3 separate regions of the Mus musculus genome follow, and regions 2 and 3 are each linked to region 1. The links are chromatin contacts, called in public ChIA-PET and HiChIP or PLAC-seq maps. All regions are on one chromosome and are shown on one strand. The core of a region is the stretch at or near the end of the contact, and the rest is flanking DNA. Distances in the headings are between cores, read along the strand shown.

Region 1 (2,981 bases), core at 300-2,799:
GTGCTGGGATTAAAGGCATGCACCATTACCTCCCGACCAGGACCAGTGAGTACACCCAGGCCTCCACCCAGAATCCCAAAATTTGTCCTGAGAATGGTCTACAGTTCCATTACGATGAAGGCTCCGTTCTCAAGTCGGCTGGGTATCTTGATAGGTCCTGTTTGGCCAATGCATAAATGAAAGCCACACTTCCGGCGTCTGTATAACTAAGGAACTGAAGTAGCCACCGTTAAGCCCACCTCAGCGCCCTTCATCCAAAGCAGGCACCTACAGGGACCACTTGTATGAAAGAGCTGAAGCCACGCCCTCCTAGCCAACCAATCAAAAGTAAGGACTGAGGAGGCCTGCGAAATGACACACTTCCTGAATCAATAAAACCTACATATCTGCCCTTCCCAAACCTCAGAGGTTACAGTACAGAAAGGATTGCCACTCTGAGAACTTTAGTATCTCCTGCTCTTGTCTATCATGAGTTAGGCTCTGGGTCTGATCCCACTCAACACACACCCAGTCTCAATGCTATTAATCGCCCTTTTTTGAACATAATTAATGTTTTTGCTTATAAAGAAGTTATAGAGGCAGAGGAGGCTGGAGAGATAGTTAAACGGCAGAGTGCTGACTGCTCTTCCAGAAGAGGAGAGTTCGATTCCCAACACCCAGATTGCGACTAACAAAGCCCTGTAACTCCAGTTCTAGGGGGATCTGTCGCCTCCTCTTCTGGCCTCCTGGGGAACTGCATGTACATGATGCACAGACAAGCAGGCAAAATACTCATGCACATAACAATAATCTTTGTTTGCTTCTTTTAAAGAAAGAAAAGCATTTGGGGTGGAGAGAAGGCTCAGCAATTAAGAACACATGTTATTTTTGGAGATGTCTGGGGTTAAGCTCCAAACAGCCACAACTGTCATGAGGCTCTCTCCAGCCCAGCGGCTGCATCGCCCTCTTCTGGGCTCCACAGGCACTGCAGACACATAGTGCAAAGACATACCTCAGGGCTGGGCGTGGTGGCGCACGCCTTTAATCCCAGCACTCCGGAAGCAGAGGCAGGCGGATTTCTGAGTTCGAGGCCAGCCTGGTCTACAAAGTGAGTTCCAGGAGAGCCAGGGCTACACAGAGTACATACAAAGAAAGATAAATATTTTTTTAGCCAAGTGTGCTGGCACACGCCTCTAATACCAGCACTCGGGAGGCGGAGATAGGTGGGTCTGTGAGTTGAAGCCAGCCGGGTCTACATAGTTAGATCCAGGGCCTCCAGAGCTCACAGTGAGACTCTGTCTGAAAAACAAAATAAAACAAAACAACGAAAATCTATTTTTTCTAAAGAGTCAAAGTGACAATAGCCGAAGGCCTTCTGCCAGTGCGGGACCCCACCCACCCACCCAACCATGTCTGTTCTCCCCGAAACTACATTTCCCAGCATCCGCCCATAGGCCGCATCGCGCGGCTCTAAAGTAGGCGGGTCACGTCCTATATAGCTCGCTTCCGGGCCCTACGGTTGGCCCCGCCCCTTTGATTGGAGTGGGCGGTGCCGCCCTTCGGACCTCCAAGTTCCTCTAGGTAGACCGTCCAGCAATCCCTCGCGGAAGGCTCCGGGAGAGCGATGGCGGCTACGCGTGTACAGCCCAGTACCCGGGAGATTTTCACGACGCTGGAGTACGGACCGGTGCCGGAGAGCCACGCATGCGCACTGGTGAGGGCTTGCCCCGCGGCCGCTGCTGCCTCCGAGTCCTCTCGGCCGCTTGGGGCGCGCGGGCTCCCGTCATCCACTGCGGCCTTCTCGGAAGCCCCGCCCCTCTGAGCGCGTGATTTCCCCTACAGTGCGGAAGCCTGGGCTGGGCGGCTGGCGGTGGGCGGCGATGGTTGTCCTCGCGGTTTTCGTTTACGGTCCCGAACGCCGCCGTAGTGTTTCCCCAGGACCCTTCAGGAACGGGTGGTCACTAAATCCCCATACCTCTCGCGGTCCTCCTGAGTCTTCACCTTGCTAGATCGTGGTTCCTTGTGGCCCCCGGCACTTTGGAGGCTCGCGGGAACGTTTAGAACCTCAAGTTCGTTTAGAACCCCAAGTTCGTCCAAAACTTGCTATGACTGCTCCCCTTGTTTCAATATCCTTACGGTGCTCTGTGATCTCCTGCCCCTTCGAACGTCATCTGAGTTCTCTTGACCCTCCTAGCCCATCCTATTCTCATTCTCCCTCTCCCCCTCCCAAGTTTAGTGGATTTCTTTGGGAGATTTTCCTGTTTTCGTACTTCATTTATATTATTCCTTTAGAGCCTCCTGGCCCAAGGCTCCAGAACCCTCTTGCAGCCTCATCGGAATGTGGTAGGGTTCCTGGGATTTTCTTTAAAACCAAGGACCAATCAGAATGCCCAGGGTCCCAGAAATTCTTCCAGCATCCAAGCAGGTATTAGGAGGTTGTAGAGTCTTTAGACTCTTAAGAGGAGTCACCACACTACAAAAGGACTCCAGCTTTGGAGGGACAGCATAAAACACTCTATAAAGTTTAGAGTGTTGATCCCAAAGATACAAGGAGAAAGATCACTGACCCGAAATCATCACGGCCAAAGTAATTTAAGCAAGTAATTAATTAAGCTAGCTTTTTTTTGAGGACACAAGCTGCCTCCCCAATAAGCTTTGGTTCTAGAAGTCAGTCCTGGATGTGAGAAAGACAAGGTTTTTATATATAGTTTGTGGATAGGGGGATTTGGCCACCAAAATAGTTGAGGTTACAGGAGCAGAACATACACATTATAATAACCTTCTGTAGTAAAGACATTATTGCAAGGTGTTCCTAAAATGGTAGCCATAACAACCTTTTGAAACAAAGGTAGGGTTGCAAAACAATTATAATATCTTTTTAAGGGCTGGTGAGATGGCTCAGTAGGTAAGAGCACCCGACTGCTCTTCCAAAGGTCCAGAGTTCAAATCCCAGCAACCACATGGTGGCTCACAACCATCCTATAACGAGATATGATGCCCTC
Region 2 (2,981 bases), core at 278-2,777, 510 kb before region 1:
GAGCGCTGAGAGTTGCATAGCAACAGCGCCCCTCTAAAGGCGCGCGCGTGCGCGCGCGCACGCGCTCTCTCTCTCTCTCTGTTAGTTCTCTATGTCTCTCTCAGTATCTGTCTCTCTCTCTCATGTCCCCACTCCAAATTGGCCTTTTGCTCTCCCAGAGCAGAGGAAAGGTACCCTTTTTGTCACTTTATCCTAATATTGGTGGCACTTCTTTAATGCTAGCACTCAGGAGGCAAATGGATCGCTGGGAGTTTGAGATCAGTCTGGCCTACATACATAATGAGTTCTGGCACAGGCAGGGCTCTAGAGAGACCCTGTCTCAAAACAAACAAGCAAACACACAAAACAAACAATAACAGAACGTGAACAGAAGTGACAAGAACTGTTTTTTGTGTGGCCTTGGCCAAGCCTCAGCTTGCCTGGCTTCAGATGGCTGTGTGACTTCAAGGGAGTTACTTTCCCTCTCTGTACTTGGCTTTCTCCTGTGCACATAGATCTATTAAGCGTGCATAGTATTAGGGATGCACACTATATTCATCTTAGTACTTGAGAGGCAGAAACAGGTAGATCTTTGATTTCAAGGCCATCCAGGGTTACATAAGTTCCAGGCAAACCAGGGCTACATAGTGAGACCCTGTCTCAGAGCTAAAGAGAGTCAGCCATAGGGGGTGAGTGTATGGTTCATGAGGCCTGTACTCAATTTCCTACATACCAAAAGGGAAGGGGAAAAAAGAATCTTTGTATACTGTTGGCTCTCAAGTTCACTCATTTGGTGAAGCTGTGCTGAGCAAGCATGTGGACCAGAGTTCAATACCCAGACCAAGGAAAGCCCAGGGGTGAGGGAATGACTCAGCCCACAGAGGCTACACACATAAATAAAAATAAAATATTTCTTTAAAAAAAAAAAAAAAGAAAGAAAGAAAAGCTTCAGAACCAAAGAACCGAAGAGTTGGAATGTGTGCTGTGTGGGCCTGAGGACCCGAGTTCAATTCCCCGCACATGCACAAAAGAAGGTGAAGAAGAGAGTCAGTAAGATGGCTTCGCAGATGAAAGCACCTACCTCCCAAACCTGAAGTCGTGATGCTGTAATACTAGCTCTCCTGCAGTGAGGGGGGACAGAGAGAGGAGCGCCATGCAACAAAAGCCCTCAAGTCACCCAGCTTGAGATACACAACATGGCAGCCACAGAGGAGACTCCGACCAGGTCGGAATATGAGGACATCCAAAAGTAGAGTAGTCCTCAGGACTCCACACGTGTGCTCTTTTTTCCTTTTTTAAGTTGAAAAGCACCTGCTAACAGGGTAGACAGCCACACACACACACACACACACACACACACACGTGCACGCATGCATAAAAATCCAAAAAAGTGTTGTTGTTGTTGTTGTTGACAGAGGTTGAGGCTCTTGGGAATCTGCAGGAGAAGGCAGGGCTGGACTGTGTCAATTTCTTCAAACTGCCCCTCCTGGCTATCATCCCAGCAGGCACCTGAGAGGAAGCTAACCTTTGACTGCCTCCTCCGGGTCCAGCCTCTCTGGTTCTAGGATGTCAGCAGGTACACCCTGGGTGGAGTTTCTATCCAGGGCTGTGGTTAAACTCAGGAAGTTTCCTTGGTCCTGAACGAAGAGCCAAGCTGGAAGATACACACTGCCGTCCAGTCCGCAGAGCCACGCTGCGGTTCGTCCATTCCTAGGTCATTTCCCTGTTACCACAGCCAGAAGAGGTGAGTACAGGTGAGGAGGTTGGGGGCAGGTCCCCTGAATCCTGACGAGCCCTAGGGATCCAGGAACTGGATGCATTGGTCTCTGACCCCACCCCAGGGCTCTCTGGAAGGAGATGCCATTGCTGAGAAGAGACCCTGGTTCTCCCAGACTCTGGAGTCCCAGCCTCAAGTCCCCAGCTAGTTCCTTCAGGTCCTGAGTCCTCCAGATCCCGGGATCCCAGACCTTAGTTTTTCCAGTCCCTGGGTCTCCCAAGCTCCCGGCTCACCAGCCCTGTGTTCGCCCAGCACCCCCATAGCCCTACTCCCTGCACACCGACTACCATCCTGCCCTGCTGGTTGACCTCTTAACCCCAATCTCCGCTTCACCTCTCAGATCCTCAGCTCTCTCCCTGCTACTGATTCCAGTAACAAGAGTAGATGAAAGGCAGAATTGGGCTGGATGTAACCGGATTTTCCTGTTCCCGTATCCTTGGCTTCCATATCAGCCTAGGGGGCCCTCAGAAACCTGCAGCTGTCATGGGGGGCAGGGGGGGGGGAGGATCCCGATCCTCTGTTGGAGATTTCAATGTGGCAGCTACTCTGATAAACTGCCCTGAGACTCCTAATGCCAGTGTTCCTTGGCACAGGGACAGAACAGGAAGAAAGCGGTGCCAGTCACAGGAATGGCACTGATGGGGTGGAGCCAGCCATGTACCTGGCTCCTGTCTCTGAGCTGATGTGGAGGGGATGCTGGGGGCAGGGCGCTCTGGGTGGAAAAGGCAGTTCTGAGGACACAGGCTAGAAAGAGGTGAGTGCAGCGGCTTATGCTTGTCATACTAGTATTCAAGACGCTGAGGCAGGAGCATTGCTAAGTTAGGTATCAGCCTGGACTACATCGAGAGAGCTTCTCTCTCTGCTTCTAGGGAACTGGAGAAGGATTCTTCCTTCAAAGCTGGGACCTCTTTCCAGCATACCGCACCCCTCCAACAGAAGGTAAACTGAGGCTAGGCACATGGTAATTGATCTTCCTGACCACAGAGATCAAAGAGAGAGTCTAAGCTCCTCCCATTGCCTCCTCAGCCTTGGACTGGAGCCAAACTGCTGCTCTACAGTCCTCCATGGCTTCAGCTTCCAGTCCTCCCACAGTCCTTGGTCTTCCCAAACTCACCCAAGTGCCTACCTAGCCTTTGGATCACAAGTGATGTGAATCTGGCTCCCTTCCTTAGCGGCAGTCTGCTGTCCCCTGAGAAGACGGCAAAGGCGACTGAACATGAGTCTG
Region 3 (2,981 bases), core at 320-2,819, 360 kb before region 1:
ATCCTTTGGTGATCAACAGCAATGTGGAAAGTGTAAGCTGAATAAACCCTTTCCTCCCCAACTTGCTTCTTGGTCATGATGTTTTGTCCAGGAATAGAAACTCTGACTAAGACAAATTGGTACCAGGAGTGGGGTATTCCTGTGACAACCTGACCATGTTTTGGAAAAGACTGTGGAAGGACTTTGGAACTTTGGGCCAGAAGATCCATTCAGTGTTAAGAGCTCTGTGAGATGTTGTGTAGGAGCTTGGAAGATAATGTTGAGAATAGTGCAGAAGATGGAGGCCTGGCTTGTGAAATTTCAGAGGGAAAATTAAAGACTCTTATCAGGGCCACTGCTATTTTGATTGTGAAGCTTCTGTGGTTCTGGTTAGCTGGGGCTGAAGAATCAGCTGTGATTAACAAGATACCAGAACTACTAAAGCGAAAACTTTGCATTACTGGGACTATTGATGCTTGTTAGCTGGAGCTAAAAAGTTATCTGTGATTAAGAAGAGACCAGCACCATTGAGGTGACATCTTCTGGGAAGTGTTTTCTGAAATCACAAAGAGGCTGCGTGACTAAGACAGATATCTTTTCCATGGAGTCAAAAGATACCAAAGTAGGGGCTGGTGAGATGGCTCAGTGGTTAAGAGCACTCATTGCTCTACTAGCAGTCCTGAGTTCAATTTCCAGCAACCACATAGTGGCCACGACTGCCTGTAATGGGATCTGATGCTCTCTTCTGATGTGTCTGAAGACAGCTATAGTGTACTTGTATATGTAAAATAAGCAAATAAATCTTTTTTTTTTTTTTTTAAATTACCCTCAGGACTGATGAGATGGCTCAGCGGTTAAGAGCTGTGACTGCTCCTCCAGAGGACCTGAGTTCAATTCCCAGCAACCACATGATGGCTCACAACCATTTGTAATGGGATTAGTTGCCCTCTTCTGGTGTGTCTGAAGACAGTGTACTCACATATAAATAAATCTTTTTTTTTTTAACTTAAAAAAAAGAAAAACAAACAAACAAAAAAGTTACCTTCAAAGATTTTTTTTTTTAAAGGTACCTAAGTATATGATTGCAAGTGGAAAACTAGGAGACAGAATCAGGTATTCGCAGCTTCTTCACTTTCATTTGTGTGTATTACCTACTTTTATTCTCAGCACAAGGATCTCTGTGACCTCTAGGCCATCCTGGTTTACACAGAGCTCCATCTAGGGATATGCAGTGAGACTCTGTTTAAAAAATAATGATCATATGCTATGTAGTTTCCTAACACTTGCAGGAACTTGTGGAGCGAAATTAAACGAGAAAACTACAACTCCCAAGAGACACCGCGGCAAGATGTCCGCAAAAGTTGTCCTGTCTCACCCCCTCCCCCAATCCCTGGGCATGCAGGGCTTTGAGTTTTACTTGAAAACGGACGCAGGAAATGTTGCGTTGAAGACTGTGAGCGTCCAAGAAAACCGGAAAGATTTTCAAAGATAAGGAAACCTCATCGGAAAGGGGCGGGGCCGTTAACGCGGGCGGAAGCTCAGAGTCAGCGTGGACCAATCAGTATTCTGGGGGCGGGCTCTCTGCGGGTGGAAAAGTGGGCGTGACTTAGGAGAGAAATCGCCAGAAACCTGGCGGAGGTTGCTGGCCTTAAAAAACGCCCTCAGCACTGGAGAGGTGAGGGGGGTTCAGAAGCCGTGGGCAAGAGGGGCTGGAGCGCGTGATACTTGTCCAGTGTCAGGCCTCGGCGGTCCCGGCAGAAGGGGAGGTTAGGGGCCTGGAATCACGGTTCGGGGGAGGATTCCCCTACTCAGGGAGCCGGAATGAGGGTCTGCGGATTGCGCTCCAGGAAAGGGAGGCTGGAGGCCTGGCGTCCGGGGTTGTTAGAGGCCTGGCATCCTGGGTTCCAGGTGACTAAACGCTTGGAGTCTTCATTTTTGCAAATCGGGTGGCGTGCACACTCGCTTCCCCAACCGGATACGGGGTTGGGACATCCTTAGCCAGGGATAGTACTACACGCCTGTAATTCCAGCGCTTGGAAGGGAGAGTCAGGAGGGTCAGGAATTCAAGGCCAACTTAGGCTACTTAATACACAGCTCAGAAAACCGTAGCAAAACAAGAAAAAAACCTCATTCTCCATCTCTCCTCACAGACCAGCCACGATGCCTACCTCGGTGCCCCGCGGGGCCCCTTTTCTTCTCCTACCACCTCTACTGATGCTGTCTGCTGTGCTGGCAGTGCCCGTGGACCGCGCAGCACCTCCTCAGGAGGACAGCCAGGCCACTGAGACCCCGGTGAGTAGCCCTGCCCTGGTCGCTGGCGTCTTTGCAGTGGTGCTTGCCATCCCCAGGGCCCTGGAGAAAACTCCAAGGGATCCCCTGTTTGATACGCTGAGGCGTGTCGTTTACCCGCCTTCCTTTGCCATAGTGAGTGTGTGAGACTTGCAAGCAGACCTGGGGGCAGTGACCTTTGAGATGTGGAAATCAAGACAGATCCCAAATGAAAACCTGTGTCACACCCTCATCTAAACTTTCCCCTCTGATCGTTAAGACCCTCTTTAACAAGGAATGAAGAAAACCTGAAAACCACATTTCCCAGTAGCACCGTCAGCAGCTGGATGCTACCACCTAGCAGGGCATTCTTGCTTCACGGAGCTCACGAGCAGTGTAGTTTAAGTGGGAAAAGGACACGGGAACTGCTGGTTTACTCATGCCAGTATTATTGAGCTCTGTGAAATCTTTGCTCCCAGAGAGTCCAAACTTTCAAACTCCAGGTCCCTGATTTATGGCCTGGTTCTTCCTGTAGCTCTCCCTAGCAATACAAGCTGTTGTTACCTCCTGAGACAGGTTGTTCCCAGCTCCTGTGTAGCGAGGCCTCCTGCCAGGCGTTAGTACTCAACTCTGTGAAATCTTGAAGCCTGAAAACCATTGTATCAGAGGAAAATAATAGAGCAGACAAGTTGTAAGTTTTTGCAGGTTCCAGGAGGGAGATGGAAGAGAAAACC

The links. ChIA-PET counts read pairs in DNA pulled down with a chosen protein or histone mark. HiChIP or PLAC-seq counts read pairs in DNA pulled down with a chosen protein or histone mark.
Region 2: an HNF4G HiChIP or PLAC-seq map of pancreatic cancer cells shows a contact between it and region 1. The contact joins the promoter of Fut2 here to the promoter of Aldh16a1 in region 1. A contact is called at or near these places in 5 of 39 promoter capture datasets (cranial neural crest, hippocampal neurons, liver and 2 more) and 4 of 115 datasets of contacts at active chromatin or transcription factors (acute myeloid leukemia, embryonic stem cells, microglia and 1 more).
Region 3: a contact with region 1 is called in an RNA polymerase II ChIA-PET map of memory CD8 T cells, with 15 read pairs. The contact joins the promoter of Nucb1 here to the promoter of Aldh16a1 in region 1. A contact is called at or near these places in 4 of 39 promoter capture datasets (cranial neural crest, frontonasal cranial neural crest, liver and 1 more), 1 of 115 datasets of contacts at active chromatin or transcription factors (memory CD8 T cells) and 3 of 9 other capture datasets (adipose tissue, liver and macrophages).

The regions. Positions count from the first base shown.
Region 1 is chr7:45,153,104-45,156,084 of GRCm38.p6, reverse strand. Aldh16a1 (aldehyde dehydrogenase 16 family, member A1) reads left to right here and starts at 1,549. Exons shown (of 17, transcript NM_145954.2): 1 at 1,549-1,693. The coding sequence starts at 1,604. It overlaps Pih1d1 (PIH1 domain containing 1), which reads right to left and starts at 1,782. Exons shown (of 10, transcript NM_029406.4): 1 at 1,545-1,782.
Region 2 is chr7:45,664,940-45,667,920 of GRCm38.p6, reverse strand. It overlaps Fut2 (fucosyltransferase 2), which reads left to right and starts at 1,527. Exons shown (of 3, transcript NM_001271993.1): 1 at 1,527-1,723. Gm39008 (a long non-coding RNA gene) reads right to left here. Exons shown (of 5, transcript XR_882068.2): 3 at 1,505-2,981.
Region 3 is chr7:45,508,996-45,511,976 of GRCm38.p6, reverse strand. Nucb1 (nucleobindin 1) reads left to right here and starts at 1,569. Exons shown (of 13, transcript NM_001163662.1): 1 at 1,569-1,654; 2 at 2,130-2,271. The coding sequence starts at 2,140. It also overlaps a transcript of Tulp2 not described here.